Regions from separate parts of the Gossypium hirsutum genome. Here region 2 is linked to region 1. A link is a contact called in public Hi-C data. All regions are on one chromosome and are shown on one strand. Each heading gives the region's core, a stretch centred on a gene start, on an enhancer-like site or on the middle of the called end of the contact. The rest is flanking DNA. Distances are from core to core; before and after follow the strand shown. Region 1 holds the start of LOC107887196 (leucine-rich repeat extensin-like protein 3). Region 2 holds the start of LOC107887198 (E3 ubiquitin-protein ligase PRT1).

Region 1 (7,821 bases), core at 2,247-4,746:
CACCAAGAGGGAGGAATGTGACTATTCGGCTCAAGCATGAATATGCCAATTCATGAACCGAAATTTATTATTAAGTGTGAACATATTAAAGGTTGTGTGAACACATTAGTAGCTGATTTTCAATAGGCATTTTAGGGCTTATAAATAGTTTTTTTTGTAATCATTTGCTGGTTAGACAATTTAGACAAAATACCTCTTATCCTTTTATGGATGTTTATAACATTGTGAGTTTAATTCAACTCTCTTTGTTCTTTTAAGACTCAGCTTGACTTATCTAGCCTAGCTAGTGGCGTCACCCTATTTCTTTGAACTCATTACTTCTAAACCAAGTGTAGCGTTCATCCTTATACCTTTGGTTCCTATCTCCTTATAGATAGTGGATCAAGGTTCTATCATTTGCCATCTCAAGTGTTTTTATAAGTCTCGGGTCAATACTGTATATAGTATTGGTTCATTCTTCAACCTTGAGCCTTTCTATTCCATCCACATTCATCAACTTAAATATAACCTTATTTCTTGTTAATCGAAACCATATACTTATCATTTCTAAAATACTTCAAGTCCTTTTGTTTAAAGCCTAATCTTAACCAATTTCAGCTTACTTCAATTGGAACGGAACTTCTTGACTTTACGATCGGGCAACTAATACGACTCAAATCATCACCTAGGCGAGATCATATTAGTAACTTATCTCCCTAGTTAGACTTATATAGACAACATAATAGTCCTAACATGAGTCATTTTCTCATCATGAACTCATGGACTTTTTAGACTACCTTCTAACATAAGTTGTTTTCTATATTACAAAACAATCTTTATCATGCAAGTCAATGTTAGTTAAACCTCAAATAATCAATGAGTAAATATTTACTTAAACCATTTGTATTTCATGCAAAACCAATAAGAATATCCGTACAAAGTATAATGAATAAACATGTGAAAATTTTAATCAATCATTTCAAAATATTACAGTGATTTATAACAATAAAGTATATGGGTTAACGATAAAGTAATTCAATTGGTAATATTTAGCTACTCCTGTGACTTGTTTTTAGCAAAGAGAAGGAAAAATTTTCGCTTATTTTGAAAATGTCTTATTTTTTATAAGAGTTGTTACTTATCTTTCTGATTTCAAGTTTAAAATTGTACTAACTATTCTTTATTTAATATCTAACTATTACAATACATATATAATAGATAATTTTTTTCTCATATTATTACACTAAAAATCATACAAAGCTTAAGTGGATATAACCCAACACTTGGAACCTTGAGGACAAGTAACGTGATGAATGAAGATAGTACATTGCGAGAGGGCACTGAAGTACACCAAGAATATACTAAAGAGACGACGAAAGAAAACCAAGTCAATGATCCTCAAGGATTATACGATGCAAGGGCAAGGAATATATTCTGATGGGTAGCACTATCAAGTATAAAGAAGTGAAGATGACCTAAAGAATAGGTAGGCAAATATTCTAGAAGCAAAGTCTTCTTCCCTGATTTAGTACATTCTTTCTTAATCCCCCATCCTTTATTTATTACTTCTTTGCGTGGTTTGATTCTGGAGCTAACTCATTGTTCCACATGCTTCATTGCTTTCTCCAATGCATTATAAACTTTTATTCTTGCAACTTAGGCACCCTTGCATTAATTCATGTCTTCATTCTTTCTTATTATTATAATGATAATTTTATCTACCTCACCATATCATCTCCATGCTCCTCACGTTTATGCTGAATTTTCTTTTGGCTTTCAAGATTAGAGAATATAATTTTTGATTTTTTTTTTTTTTGCTTCTTTTGTAGAAGCACTGAGATTATCATTTAGTCTTTTCATGGAAGATGATGACATTAGAAAAGCATATCTTCTCTAATCTTTATGTCCAAATAAACCATAACAAGGTTGAGGCATTGAAAATTTACATTATTTTATATTCAAAGTGATTAATTATAATTTCGTCATATTCGGTATTTTATCTTAAAAGTTAAAATAAGAGTTTCATTTTTCCTTAATTAAAAGAATATATTTCATTTTTATCACCTCTCAAATATCAATAAATTAATATTTAATCCTTTAGCTTATCAGAAAATTTGTATTTTTTACCCTTTTTTATAATTAAGTTTTTAATCTAAAATTTTTTTAAGTAATTTTATAAAAAGAAAAATATTGAGTGCATAGTAAAGTACATTACATTTTCAAGCAAAAAATTTAAATTTGAACTTTAGATATTTAGATATAACATTATTAAGAGAAAGAATCACCAACTTTTAATCTTTATAAACAGTAAAATATACATAAATGATACATTAATTAAACCAAAATTTAATAATTTTATCTTAAGTCCCTTTGCGTAAAGTTACTAGCTTGGTCTCTACTTACCCCAAACTGATGCCCATATAGAAGGGCAAGTAATCATGTTGATGCATCAGTATGACACGTTACATCGATGCTTTTTTTTTTTTTTTTTGCTCTGAATAAATATTATGCTAAAATATGCAGCAAAAGGGCACATTTTTACGATCTCATCAGTCGTAAAACTTTCTAAGAGGAAAAAAAAACAGTTGTAAAACTGCCTTTTTCATTCTAATATTCCAATTAGTGAAGACTTTTATAGAGAGGGTCCAACAGGGTATGTTCAACATACCAAAAAAAAAAATGCTTTGCACAAAGCTTAATCCTCCCTCCCAATGGCAAAATCTCAGCTTCATCTTTGATTAATTATCATTTGGACTCTTAATTTTAAAAGCACTTATTCTTTTTTATATTTTTTCGGATTTACATTCAAATATAAATATATATACAATTAAACTATCATTTATTCATTTTTCATATTTAAAACTCATCATAATCCAATTCTCAGGATGATTCAAATCATAAAAATTGTGAGAAAGTGAGAGCTTTGAGTAGAAAGCAAGCAAGACAAAAGCGCAACCAAAAACCTTCACTTTGATTTTTCCCAATATGAAAGCAAGCATATATGCCAAATTTGCATCAACAACATGAAATTTTTAAGTTAGATCAAAGTGAACAATTTCCTTTAATCTCTTTATATTATTCTTTAATCTCTTTATATTATTCTTCATATTTATATTTCTAAGTAAGTACTCATTTACATAATTAACTCGAGCCGAGCTCGAGTTTAATTCCAAATTCGAGATCTCTCAAGTTAAACTTTAAAAACTTAAACTTGGTTCAAGATAAAAACCAAATTACTCGAACTCACTCGATTAGTAAAAAATAAGATTTAATTCTCATGCTCCGATCTAAAGTCGATTATTTATGCTTCAAGCTTAAATTCAAAATTAAAATTTTTCAATAATGTGTTGGCTTGTCATTGGAGTCAAATTTTAAAATATTAAACAAATTAAATTTAAATGTTAATTTTTTCCTAATCTAAACAAATATGTCATTTACATCCAAGTTACAATAAAGGTAGATACTCACGAATCAAATCTTTAATGGCCAACATACACAGTTGTCTCCTTTGGTTGCCTTCATATATGTCTCAATATCAGTCTTCTGCTCTTTGAATAGTCTTTGAGTGATTTGGCATTGCTGAAATTGAATCATGGAAAACAGGCTTTGCATGTACCTTCTCTTTTCAACAATGGCGGCCACTCTTTTCGTGCATTGCGGTAAGCTGATTTCTGCTACATTATTGTTTTATTTAAGTTCTCATTTTTACCATGTCAGTAGGGCAAATCCAAAGAGGGATCAAAATAAAATTATAATTTTTTTAGAATTAAATGTAATTATATCATTGCATTAACCTACAATGTTATTATTTTTAAAAAGATTTGTAATATTAATATTTTACCCTTATGACAAGGCCATGCCCCTAGTACTAGAGGTGGGTAAAAGTATTCCATTGTTTTAGTTTTTCACAGTCCAAATGTTGCATGGAGTATATTTAGTTTGCTTCGCCTCTAATGAATATACAAACTCGCATCATGTAATTATGTCTTCCTCAGTAAACGAATATTTCTATTTTGTTGTATAAATGTGAGACATTAAGTAGTCATGCCATGTTTATGCTCTAGTATTGGTATTATAAGCTTAGTTGTTTTAAACCCCAACATTTGCAATCTTTTCATTTATTCAGGGTGATATATATTCTTGGGGAAGGGCAAAAATGTTTTGGGATGATTAAATGTAAATCTAACAGTTGTTTATTGGGCAGACGCAAGAAAATCAATGGAACATATCAAAGGTCCAAAACATCAAAGGAATTCAATCATAAAGCACACAAAGAACTTAGAGCTAATGAGTAAACTTATGAGTTTAGTGATTGAACAACCCACTGATACGTTAAATACTCAACCTTATGGAGTAAGCTCAACATTTTCTTTGCCACCATTTGATTCTTTGCCCCCTGAAAATTCACATCCTTACTGTGTTAACCCTCCAAATACCCCTCAACCTCCAATTGGAACCTCACCTTCCCCACCCTCTCCCTTTTACAACTTTCCTCCTCTTGGCCCACCACCAAGCCCACCCGGAATAGTTCCAAACCCGCCGATTATATTTCCAGGCCCACCCGGAATAGTCCCGAACCCACCTAGTATTTTTCCAAGCCCTCCACAAGCAATACCAACACCAGCAGGTTACATACCAAGCCCATCGGGGCCAGTATTGAGCCCGCCCTATTACGAGCTGACCCCACCATATAATGTTCCATCACCGTTTGGGTTTAATCCAAGCCCACCAGAGTTTCTACCGCCAATTGTATACCCACCCCCAACGGTTCTACCACCTCCCAATAGGGCTCCAACCACAGCATTATGGTGTGTGGCTAAGCCATCAGTGCCTGGCCCAATCATGCAAGAGGCAATGAACTATGCGTGTGCATCCGGGGCGGATTGTGATTCAATTCAACCTAGTGGTCCATGTTTTCAGCCTGACACCATCTTTGCACATACTTCCTATGCTTTTAATAGCTATTGGCAGAAAACCAAGATTGCTGGTGGCACGTGTGAGTTTGGTGGCACAGCCATGCTTGTCACAGTTGATCCAAGTGAGTTTCTCCATTAGATCCATCCATGGAAACTGACCGGTTTGGTTTAGGCCGCCTTTAAATACGGTTTATTAAGCTCCGGACTTGGCCTAGTCATAAGATATAATTAGAGTTGATCTAAGTGAAACTTTCAATTAGATTTTCCCATAAAAACTATCTGACTCGATTCAGACTGCCTTTGAGTAAGATTTTCAGGAGAAGGCAGGGCCCTAGCTTACCTTGATTTGGTAAAATTTATTCTTTTGGTCCCCAAAACTGAAAAGTTTTGGCTCCAAAAATTTACAATTCAATCTGACACTACTAAAAACTCAAATCTGATGCTCTGAGAGAGTTTTGTCAAAGCCAAGACCCGGTGAAAAGTTTCTATTGTTATAAAGTGGGTTATTAATTTGTGTTAAAACTTTCGTGTGAAAACAGGTTATGACGGTTGCCATTTCGAGTACCAATATTGATTGGTGAAGATAGAAGAATGATCTCCTTTCTCCAATAAACAATGAAATTTTACCATGAACAAAACTTCCCAACATAAATTTTGTAATTATAAAAGTTACATAGTTAAGATTCTGTGAGGCCGTTGATTTAGGGTTTTTTCTATTTTCCTTTCTTAGGCTTATAACTGAAAATTGTACTGTGTAAATTGGATCCCACTTCTCCCTTCATGAGAACTGTAAATTGTATTGCTAACTCCTGAAATTTGCATGAGAGATCAATAAAATGGGAGAGCATGAAAATGTTTTCATTGACTTCATTAAAACTATGCTGTTAAATGAATCAAACGATGTTATTTCATTACAAATAAAAAATTCAATAAATGGACATTATCTAAATCACAGTATAAAATATGTGTAATCTTCCTTTCTTTTCCGACGCATATTCAGTACAAAACTACAAAAACATATGATCATATTGAACAGACAATGTAACTAAAACCGTAACATAGTCCAATAATAACTCTTCATTACTAAAGAACTCAAATGATGCTAATCCAAATTTTTCAGTGCGCTGATAAGGTACAAAGGTAAAAATACGTTGGTCGCGGCCACTATTTTTAACAAATACAACATAAAATACACAGAAGATAGATGAGCCTTTTATTGTGAATAATGATCAAACCAAATATAACCCTTACCAATTAAATATTACCTGTTCTCTCAAATATCTATGATCATAAGAAATGTTGCTTCTATATCACCAGGGCTGCAAGTTTCCTTGATATGTTGTCTACAGATTTGTCTTCGGTTTCCCCCTACAGGTAATACGCCGTGAAACAGATCGCATGGTCACAAACTCCTCGGCAGCGGAAGGATGTATGCCGACCTGAGGAAAAGAGTTAAAAAACTTGCTCAATAAATGAAAATTCCCATTAATAAACTCACTCAATCTTGACTACGATCAATGCATTAAAATAATTTTATTAGTGCATAATAATTTTTTTTTTAAACATTTCTTTAGAGCCTAACAAATACAAGCAAATTTTCACTCAAACAATTTTTTACCTTTTCGTTGAAACTCTTTCTCAAAATAAGCGCTTTCTTTTTACATAAACAAATTGAACGTCATCTTTAATTTGGCGATGAACACGACACACTTGACACATTAACTTCAAAAATTCTATGTAAATATGAATTGTTGTCTCTGTTTCGTGTTTTCTCATTTATAAGTTATCCACGTATTTTTTATTAAAAGAAAATATTAATATAAAAATATAAGAATTAAGCATAAAATTCTTTATAAAGTAATGAATCATCTAATCATTTTATTGATAATTAAAATTACTTAATATCTTTTTCCCTTAGCCCCAATTCTATTATTTTATATGGGTTTATTGTATAAGAAATTTCACAAACGGGATAAGCTCGGATGGCCAGGGTCAGATAATCCTTAAAGAAATAAAAAAAAAAACGATGTTCCAAAATCTTGTCCTCCATAAATAAGCAAACTAATTATATTGGAAAAACTACAGTGTGCAGCCAAAGATTATAACATCTACCCATGCACTTACAGGCATCCGTTCAGCAAAATAATGATCATAACGAGAAGTACGTCAAATCTTTGCTCATGCAAACACATAATTGACAATCTACGGGTTAACTATTTGCTATTCATTGCCTCTAGCTAAAAAATTACTCTGCCTAAAGAAACAGCTTCACCTAATTGGTTTGAGATAGCAAATGCAGCTTGATGTTAAATCAATCTAAAGTATAGTATTAGAGAGCATAAGTCACACCAGAAAACTAGTTTTGAAGACAAGTTCAACTTACTGTGCTGTCGAATTGCGCTTTAGTCGCTCCACACTGCAGTGCAACAGCGATACCCTAAAATGAAAAACCAAAAAGAAAACATTAGAGCTATGATTATTTGGTCTATAATATGCAATGTGGTTCACCTCATTCTTGAATGCAGCCTATTGCAAGAGAAAACAATGAGTAAGGCCATCAGGCATATAACTTTGCTGTGTAGTTCACCTACCTTATGCAACCTATGCAAGGCAAAACCATACACAACATTGGGCACAACTAATCGTTGCCATTTGCATGATATTTTGAAAAATAATAGCAATTACATTGACTCTTCTTCTTTTTTCTTTTCTTTTCTTTTTTTGTTTTTTGATTATCCACATCCAACACAAATATAGATATACGAGGATATGACCCTCTAAATGGAAGAAAATTTTTTAAATAAAAAAAGAATCATACTCATTTGAACAAAAAACTCGTATATGCCACTCACATCTAAGTAACACTAATATGATCAAGCAATAAGTGAAGCATAAGGTGGTGCATCTACATTCTACTAGAAGGCGC
Region 2 (7,821 bases), core at 2,730-5,229, 410 kb before region 1:
AATATCAAAGGCGAAATATCTTCAGGCTCTTGAGAAACACCATGGCTTTCATCCGCTTGCATACCAGGAGTATGAGAAGCACCATCCATATGTTCCGAAGCATCTAAGCCACCATCATCATCATCATCAGATTGTTCAGAGTTCAGTCTTAGCATAAGGTCCCGTATGCTTAACGGCTGTACAATTTTAAATTGATGATCTGGTTTATGCTGCTGATTAAATCGGCCTGGGATTGTGGCCGGAGATTTGTAGCATGATTCACATAGGTCAAAACCTATTTTCTCCACACAGTCTTTGCATTTGTATCTCTCCCCAATTATTGGTGACATCTGAAACAAAAACGTATGATATAGCATTGATAAAAGGTATTTTATAACCATAGCAAATAAACAACCATAGAGCTTGTAATTGCAAACATGATATACCAAACTATATCTGCTTTAGGGTGGCACCAAAAAGGAATAAATGAGAAAAAAGAAAACCCATTATAATAACAGAGTTGTTCTTTTCACATTACTAATGAAATCAACAAAAAGGAATATTATGTCTTAATTAAGGTTTCTTGTTCTGGAAACCTGTTAAGCTAATTCATTGGAAATCACTGAATTTTAACTCAACTTACCCCACAATAATCACAGCCCACTGCAACATGAACTTTTGGCCCATTGCCGAAAAACCAGGATGAGTATACATCACTAGATATTGATGTCAGCTGGTTTGCATGTCGTGGAGCTTGTGTACCTAAGCTCAAACCGAAAAATCATGATGAGTATACATCACTAGATACTGATGTCAGCTGGTTTGCATTCGTTGAGCTTGTGTTGAACCTAAGCTCAAATAGCAGAAATGAGTTAAACTAAAAACAGAACAGCAAAATAAAGAAGTAAAAAAGTCTATAAAGTTTAACACTTTGTGGCGCATAATTGACAATAAAAAAGTATATACTTACACCTTGTCAGGTTAAGAATGCAAGGAAAAAAGGGACAAACTCTAGATTTCATTTTCCCAAGAAAAATAAACTATTAAAGAACTTTTTGTACGTGTGTGCACATGCATGTGGATTTCAGAAACAGAGACAGTCAAGAACAACACAAGCAGCTACAGTCTGCAGGTGTTAAGAACCATTTTCCCTTCCCTGTAGCCTAGATGCTTTGCATGGCATAATATGCTTAGTTGCAGTTTTGGGGAAATGCACCATGGATTGACCAGAAAGATTGATGATGCTCTCACTAAGACATGCATATGAACGTGGGGAAATGCACCATTCTTTCCTGCCTTACCAAAAGATTTAATTTGAACCATATGTTCTTTTTATGGTTCAAATTAAATCTTTTTGTAAGGCAGGAAAGAATGGTACAATGATCAAAGCACCCTAATGATGAATGACGTTGAACATAAATGATATAAACATCATATATAATTCTGAGAGCAGGATACTAACAATTGGGTTCTTTGAGTCTTTCTGAATATTCCTCAGGAAACTGCTTTGCCAAGAAATCGTGTAGAATCAAACAAACACCCGGAAACCCATTTGGTTGCAAGCTTTCACAAACTTGACACCTGAGCATTTCATCCTTTGGAATAACAAAACAAGTTTCACAATATACTGCACCAAAGAAGAGAGAAAAGCATGTGGTAAACAATAATATCCTCTAATCCTTTTGACACAAATGGAAAGAAATATAAACTACCATGGCCACAATTGAGAACAACTGGTCGAAAGAGCAACCTATTGCATGCAGCACAGAGTAAATCAGCAACAGAAACCACCTTTTCATCTCTACGTTCAGAATCATTGCTTAGCGAAGTCTTTCCTTGGTTCAAAGCAATTGCATCAACTTCAAGACTCTCTGAATTACTCGTTATGCCATTTTCATCCTCCATAGTTGTTTTAGGTGAATCTCTGAATGATGATGATTCCAAAATATTTGAACAACTTTCTGAATGCCCGTCCATTTGGAGATGAGCAGAGGTGTTGTTATTCCTCAGAATATCTGAATTCTCACAAAGATTTGGTTCAACTAAATTTTGATCAAACTGAAGTGAGAAGTGGCCAGCTCTCTTCTCTTCTTCTGAACAAGGAAACAACAAATAAATCATTTTCCAACTCTTGAAGAGGTGGGGACAGGTGGGAAGAGAGTCTATGGAAAAAAAGTTTCTCCACCTGACAAGAAGCAAATTTTAGTCTTTCAAATGACCAAAAAGGACTTTGGTCAAAAGTTTTATCTTCCATGCATCAGTAAGAATTTCCTCACATACTGTTTCATACTAATTTATCATAATAAATCTGATTTTACAGGAGCGAGTTAGTACTATGCAACTAGTTGGTAATTCACATCATCACAGTGTACAAGTATCTGCAGCATTTAGGAGCAATGTTGAACTTCATCATTTCAATATTTGTTTTCTGGCTACTAGGTAGAAGAGATGTCCGTATCACAATAACCACTTCTCTACAAGCAGGAAATATTTAAAAGTTCACTAAAGCTTTAAGATGATTTAGTCAATTCACCAAAAAATGATAAAAGCAATTTTTCCAGCCAAAACATATAATTTATTAACAAATATTTTAGCATTTAAAGAAGAGGAGAAAGAATAAAGATACCTCTCACTTGTCTTTCCCTTCTATTATAAGCTACAGGATACAGCTTCAGGAGCAAAAAATGCAGCATCTGACAGACACTTGGGAAATGATTGTATGGGCACCGACAAATGGGGCAATGGGACTCATGAACATGATTCATTGCATTGTAGACACACCAAAAGCATGACATATGCCCACAGGCTGCGAATATGGAATGTAAAGGCAGCTTACAGGTAAAATCACACATCAAAACTTAGTTAAGCATATTGCTTGCTTACCTAATACAACAGGCTTGTAAAGTAGTTCCCTGAAAAACAGAAGGAAATCACCTTCAAACAAAGAGCTTCGATAAACTAAAAAGTACACCCAAATTGCAAGATGCTGTACACCATATAAGATCGGTGACCAAACACTTCACTTCTGCTCATTGATTGATATATGATTCTTTTTCACTAATAAATTCCCAGAAGAAAAGAATTAAAAGCATAATGAAAAGAATGAATTATATGCTGTTATGACAATAAATGGAAGAACACAGCAACGAAGTAAACAAGTAGGAGTTGCGATAGAAATTAATGATACCCACATATTAATTCAAAATTTGGAAGTTTTGTAACAAGTATGTTTTCTTCTAGCCACTAAAAGAATTCATTACTTAAATGAATAATCTGAGGTAAGGTCAAATTACAGTCATCAAATATCCACTAAGATGCTATGCAAGCTTTACCTAAGCTTGCTTTCTCAAACCTTTATATAAGTCTAACAATATCTTGTTCCTATCTAAAATTATTACGTATAAACAATTCTATAATATCAATCTACCGAATCGCCTCCCAGCTAAATCTTGTATGCCTAACGGAAATTCGAAGTAGCATCTATCTATATCCCTAAAAATTGCATTTAAAATTCCTAAATTTCTAAAAACTACATTTAATAAGATTTTTAAAAAATTAAAAAATAAAATAAAATCCTTGGGATAAGATTATACTCGGATTAATTTACCTTCCCTATCACATCACATATACTTCTGATGACAAACTCGAAACAAATTGCCCAAAAGATCATGTAATAACATATATATAGACAAATAACTAAAACAGGGGTAATTAGGAATAAAAAAAAAAACTGACAGGCAAATGCAACATTGGAACTCGTCGAAGAATTCCTCAGAAGGAAGATCATTGGTTGCTTCCCTTTCCCCTTCCGCTTCACCTTTTCGTTGTTGATGTTGTTCAAGACATTCATCTTTCTTTGTTTCAGTTAGGGTTTCATCGATATTGATATTGGTTTTCTCCTCTTTCTCCATTTTTTTCCCTCTGAAACCCAAAGAAACGGGAGGAAAGTAAATAAATATATAATTAGAAAGTTGGGAGGCGACAACGGGGGAGAGATATGCTGTTTGGTTTTGCCGTTTAGGCCTTTGCTTTATGTTATGAGCTGGCATATTGGGCCTGACCGATAATGGGCTTCAAGTCAAATTTTGACTTTCTTTTTTTTTTAAATAAGAGATAATATGTAATTTAGCCCCTTGTCCATTTGTACTTTGTTGGTCTCTAAATATTTTTTGAACCTAATTGCTTCCAGAATTTGTATTTTGTCAACCAGGTTTGTCCCTCCACCGAAATAGTTAATATTGTTCCAGTACAGCCAGTACACTCCGATCTAGCCAAAAAACGGAACCCTTTTGCATGCTTTTTGTTTCAACTCAAATTCCAGCTTGTTTCACTTGTACAACATTTTTCGCTATGTTTCGCTAATATCATTCAAAATGCTGTGTATCACCAGTATAAAAACTTACACCATGTTTGGTTGGAGAGAATGAGATAAAATTCCCCTTTTATTCATTGAATGGTAAATTATTTTTGTTTGGTTCAATGTAATACTCATTCAATAGAATGACCATTACTTCCCTATTACTTATCTTCCCGTAATAGTTATTCTTTGGTTTCCAAATTAGTCTTTTAAAACTTGGACTTAGAAAATATAAAAATATAAAAATAAAATATTTGAAATATTTTATAAAATTTAATATAGAATATTTAATTTCAAAATATAATTTAAAATAAAATATTTTAAACATTTTAATATAATTTAATATAATAATAATTATATTAAAAATACTATTAAATTATATATTATTTTTATTAAATAATAATTATATTAAAATATGATTAAATTATTTATTATTTTTTTATTAAGTTATTTTTAATAATAATCTTATTAAAATTTAGGGTAAATTACACCAACAGTCACTCAACTTTGGGTTAATTGACAAAACAGTCACCTAAGTTTCATTTCAATCACTCAACTTTCGAAAAGTGACAAAACAGTCACTAACGTTATAAAAAAGTGACAAAATAGTCATTGATTAATAGTTTTAGATAGTGTGCTAACGGGACTGCTCATGTGGCAAGTTAACTTGCCACGTTGGTGAAGCATCTTATAGGTCTTGGTTTGGAGCGGCTTTAGGGAAAAAATTGAAGGGTTATGTTAGTTTAGGGTAAAAAATTAGAAGTTGGTTCTGATTAAGGGGATTTGTGAAAAAAAAAATGAAAGGAAACCAATTTGGGAAAAATTGATTGTGATTTGGGTTGGTTTAAGTTTGAAACTGATTCGGGAATTGATTAAGAAGGTTGGTTTAAGGTTAGAAATCGACTCGATAATCGATTAATAGGGTTTAGGGTTAAAAATGATTAATCTTTTTTGTTTTGGGAGAAAAGAAGACGAAACCAGAAACCTATCAGTGTTTTTTATTCTCAGCTATAATTGTCAATAGAAGAGAAGCTGCCAATGTTGTTACATCTACTCTAACGGGTAAGTTTCTACATTTAGTTTTTTATTTTTTTGGATTTAGGGTTATTTTGATTTCAATTTTGATTTTGATTTTGATTTTGATTTTAATTTTGATTTTGATTTCGATTTCGATTTCGATTTAGGATTATTTCGATTTTGGGTTTTATTTGTTATTAATGTGCATGATAAATGAGGGTTTGGTTATTAAAGCGAATGACATATAATGTGTATGGTATGCCATGCACATGATGTTTATTGTTTGTATCAAACTGATGTTTATTGTTTGTATCTGCCATTGTATGAATGGTATTATCAAATTGATGTTTATTTTTTGTATCTGCCATTGTTTGTATCCTAGCTGCTATATTGTATATGGCAATATCAAATTTGTTATTTACCTTCTATATTGTACTGGTTATTGTCTGTTATTGCCTAGGTGTAGGGTTAAAGTGTTTGGTTATTATCTGTCATGTGCATGACAAAAATGGTTGTGCTTGTATTAAATTATTTTTGTATTGGTTGTTGTCTGCCATGTGCGTGACAGAAATGGTTGTGTTTGTATTAAATTATTTTTGTATTGGTTATTGTCTGACAGAAATGGTTAAAGTGTTGGCCTATGTTATCTGCTTTTATTGATGAGTGATTTGTTTGGCAAGTTTAATCGATGACAATTTTAATGAGAATGGAAAAGAAATGTCTAGCAGTGAAGTGTCTGGAAGTGATGCATTTGAAAGTGATGTGTCTAATAGGATAAGAGTTAATTTAGATGGTTTAAACATGGATGGTATAGAAGTAGATGAACTATGTAATAGTGATGATTTTGGAAGGTTAGATAGTGCACATGAATCTGACCTAGAGAATGACATGAGTAATCCTAACTTAAGGTTGGAATGTTATTTAAGTCTAAAGATAGTCTAAAAGAAGCTGCCAAGCAGTATGGTAGGTTGAATAGTTGTTTTATTAAGTTCCCCAAAAATGATCTAAAAAGGCTAAAGACAGTCTGTAGTAAAAAATGTTCTTGGTTCATATGGACCTCTAAACTAAACCCTAATGACCCTACTAACCAGACTTGGAAAATTAGGAGTTCAAACCCTAACCATACTTATTTTAAAGTATATAAAAATAATAATGTAACCTCAGTTTGGATAGGTGAATATTATATAGAAAAATTCATTGCTGATCTTGATTATTCTTTAAAATCATTACAACAAGATGCCAAAAGAGATTTATGTTGCATAGTCTCACTAGCTAAATGTAGGAAGGGTAAACTTAGGGCATTAAAATTAATTGAAGGAGCTCATAAGACTCAATATGAGAAGATTTATGAGTATTTGTTGGAGATTGGGACCCAAAATTAGGGATAAACAACAATCTATTATCTAGATAATAGGTTGTTTGAAAGGATGTATGTCTATCTCCAAGCATGCAAAGATGGCTATAGCGCTGGTTCTAGGAGGGTAGTAGGTTTAGATGGATGTTTCTTGAAGGGCTACTGTGGTGGCTACTTACTTGCAACTATTGGGATAGATGCAAATAATGGCATCTATCCTATTGCATATGCTGCTGTCGAAAGTGAAAACCAAACACCATGGCTTTGGTTCTTGGAGGTGCTCATAATAGACTTGGAAATTGTGAGCCCATACCAGATATTTTTCATGTCTGACAAACAAAAGGTAAAACTCCATTTATTTATTTTTTATGTTGTTTCTATTTAGGGTTTAGGGTTTGTCAAAGAATTAAATTGTATTTTTCTAATTGCAGGGACTTTTAAAAGCAATATGCATGTTGTTTTCTAATGAAGAAACAAGACACTGTGTTAGACACCTACATGATAATTTCAAGAAGGCTGGTTTCCGAACAAAGAAATTGAAAGATTTGCTTGGAAAGCTGCCAAATCAAGCACTATAAGGGGTTTTGAGGATACAATGGATGAACTTAAGAAAACCAATCAACATGTTTATGATTAGTTGAAGGAAAAGAACCCTACTCACTAGTCAAGGTCTCACTTCTCAATTAGGAGCCATTCTGACATGTTGGTGAATAATCTTTTTGAATCCTTTAATAAGGTAAACCCCTATGTTTTATGTTTTTTTACTAATAATTAGTTGTTCATTAATCCTTTATATTGTTTACTGGTAAATGATACTGGAAGCAAAAGGAAACCTTATTCTAACCATGATGGAAACAGTAAGGAACAAAATTATGTTGCTTTTTGTCAAGAAGAAAGAAGAAGCTAAAAAATGGAAAGGAATATTGTGTCCAAAGATCAGGAAAAAGCTAGATGTCAATATCAAGGATTCATTGAGGTAAAGTTACCTTTTTTAATATTTCTAATACATTTATTTTGACTTTATGTTACCGGTCACATATTGTTTTAGTGAGTGTTTTTTAATATGCGTGCATTGTTTTTTAATTTGTCTATGTATAATTGTTGGTGGAGATGA

Evidence for each region. A called contact is a pair of places that touch in the nucleus more often than the background predicts.
Region 2: a contact with region 1 is called in a Hi-C map of leaf, with 5 times the contacts expected there. The contact joins the promoter of LOC107887198 here to the promoter of LOC107887196 in region 1. A contact is called at or near these places in 7 of 34 Hi-C or Micro-C datasets (callus, hypocotyl and leaf).

The regions. Positions count from the first base shown.
Region 1 is chrA03:49,092,141-49,099,961 of Gossypium_hirsutum_v2.1, reverse strand. It overlaps LOC107887196 (leucine-rich repeat extensin-like protein 3), which reads left to right and starts at 3,496. Exons shown (of 3, transcript XM_016811364.2): 1 at 3,496-3,638; 2 at 4,184-5,017; 3 at 5,435-6,085. The coding sequence starts at 3,572. The coding sequence ends at 5,469. LOC107887195 (glutathione reductase, chloroplastic) reads right to left here. Exons shown (of 17, transcript XM_016811363.2): 16 at 7,279-7,332; 17 at 5,955-6,334. The coding sequence ends at 6,239.
Region 2 is chrA03:49,498,097-49,505,917 of Gossypium_hirsutum_v2.1, reverse strand. LOC107887198 (E3 ubiquitin-protein ligase PRT1) reads right to left here and starts at 3,979. Exons shown (of 7, transcript XM_016811368.2): 1 at 3,715-3,979; 2 at 2,863-2,891; 3 at 2,606-2,785; 4 at 1,692-2,072; 5 at 1,442-1,606; 6 at 623-741; 7 at 1-329. The coding sequence starts at 3,890.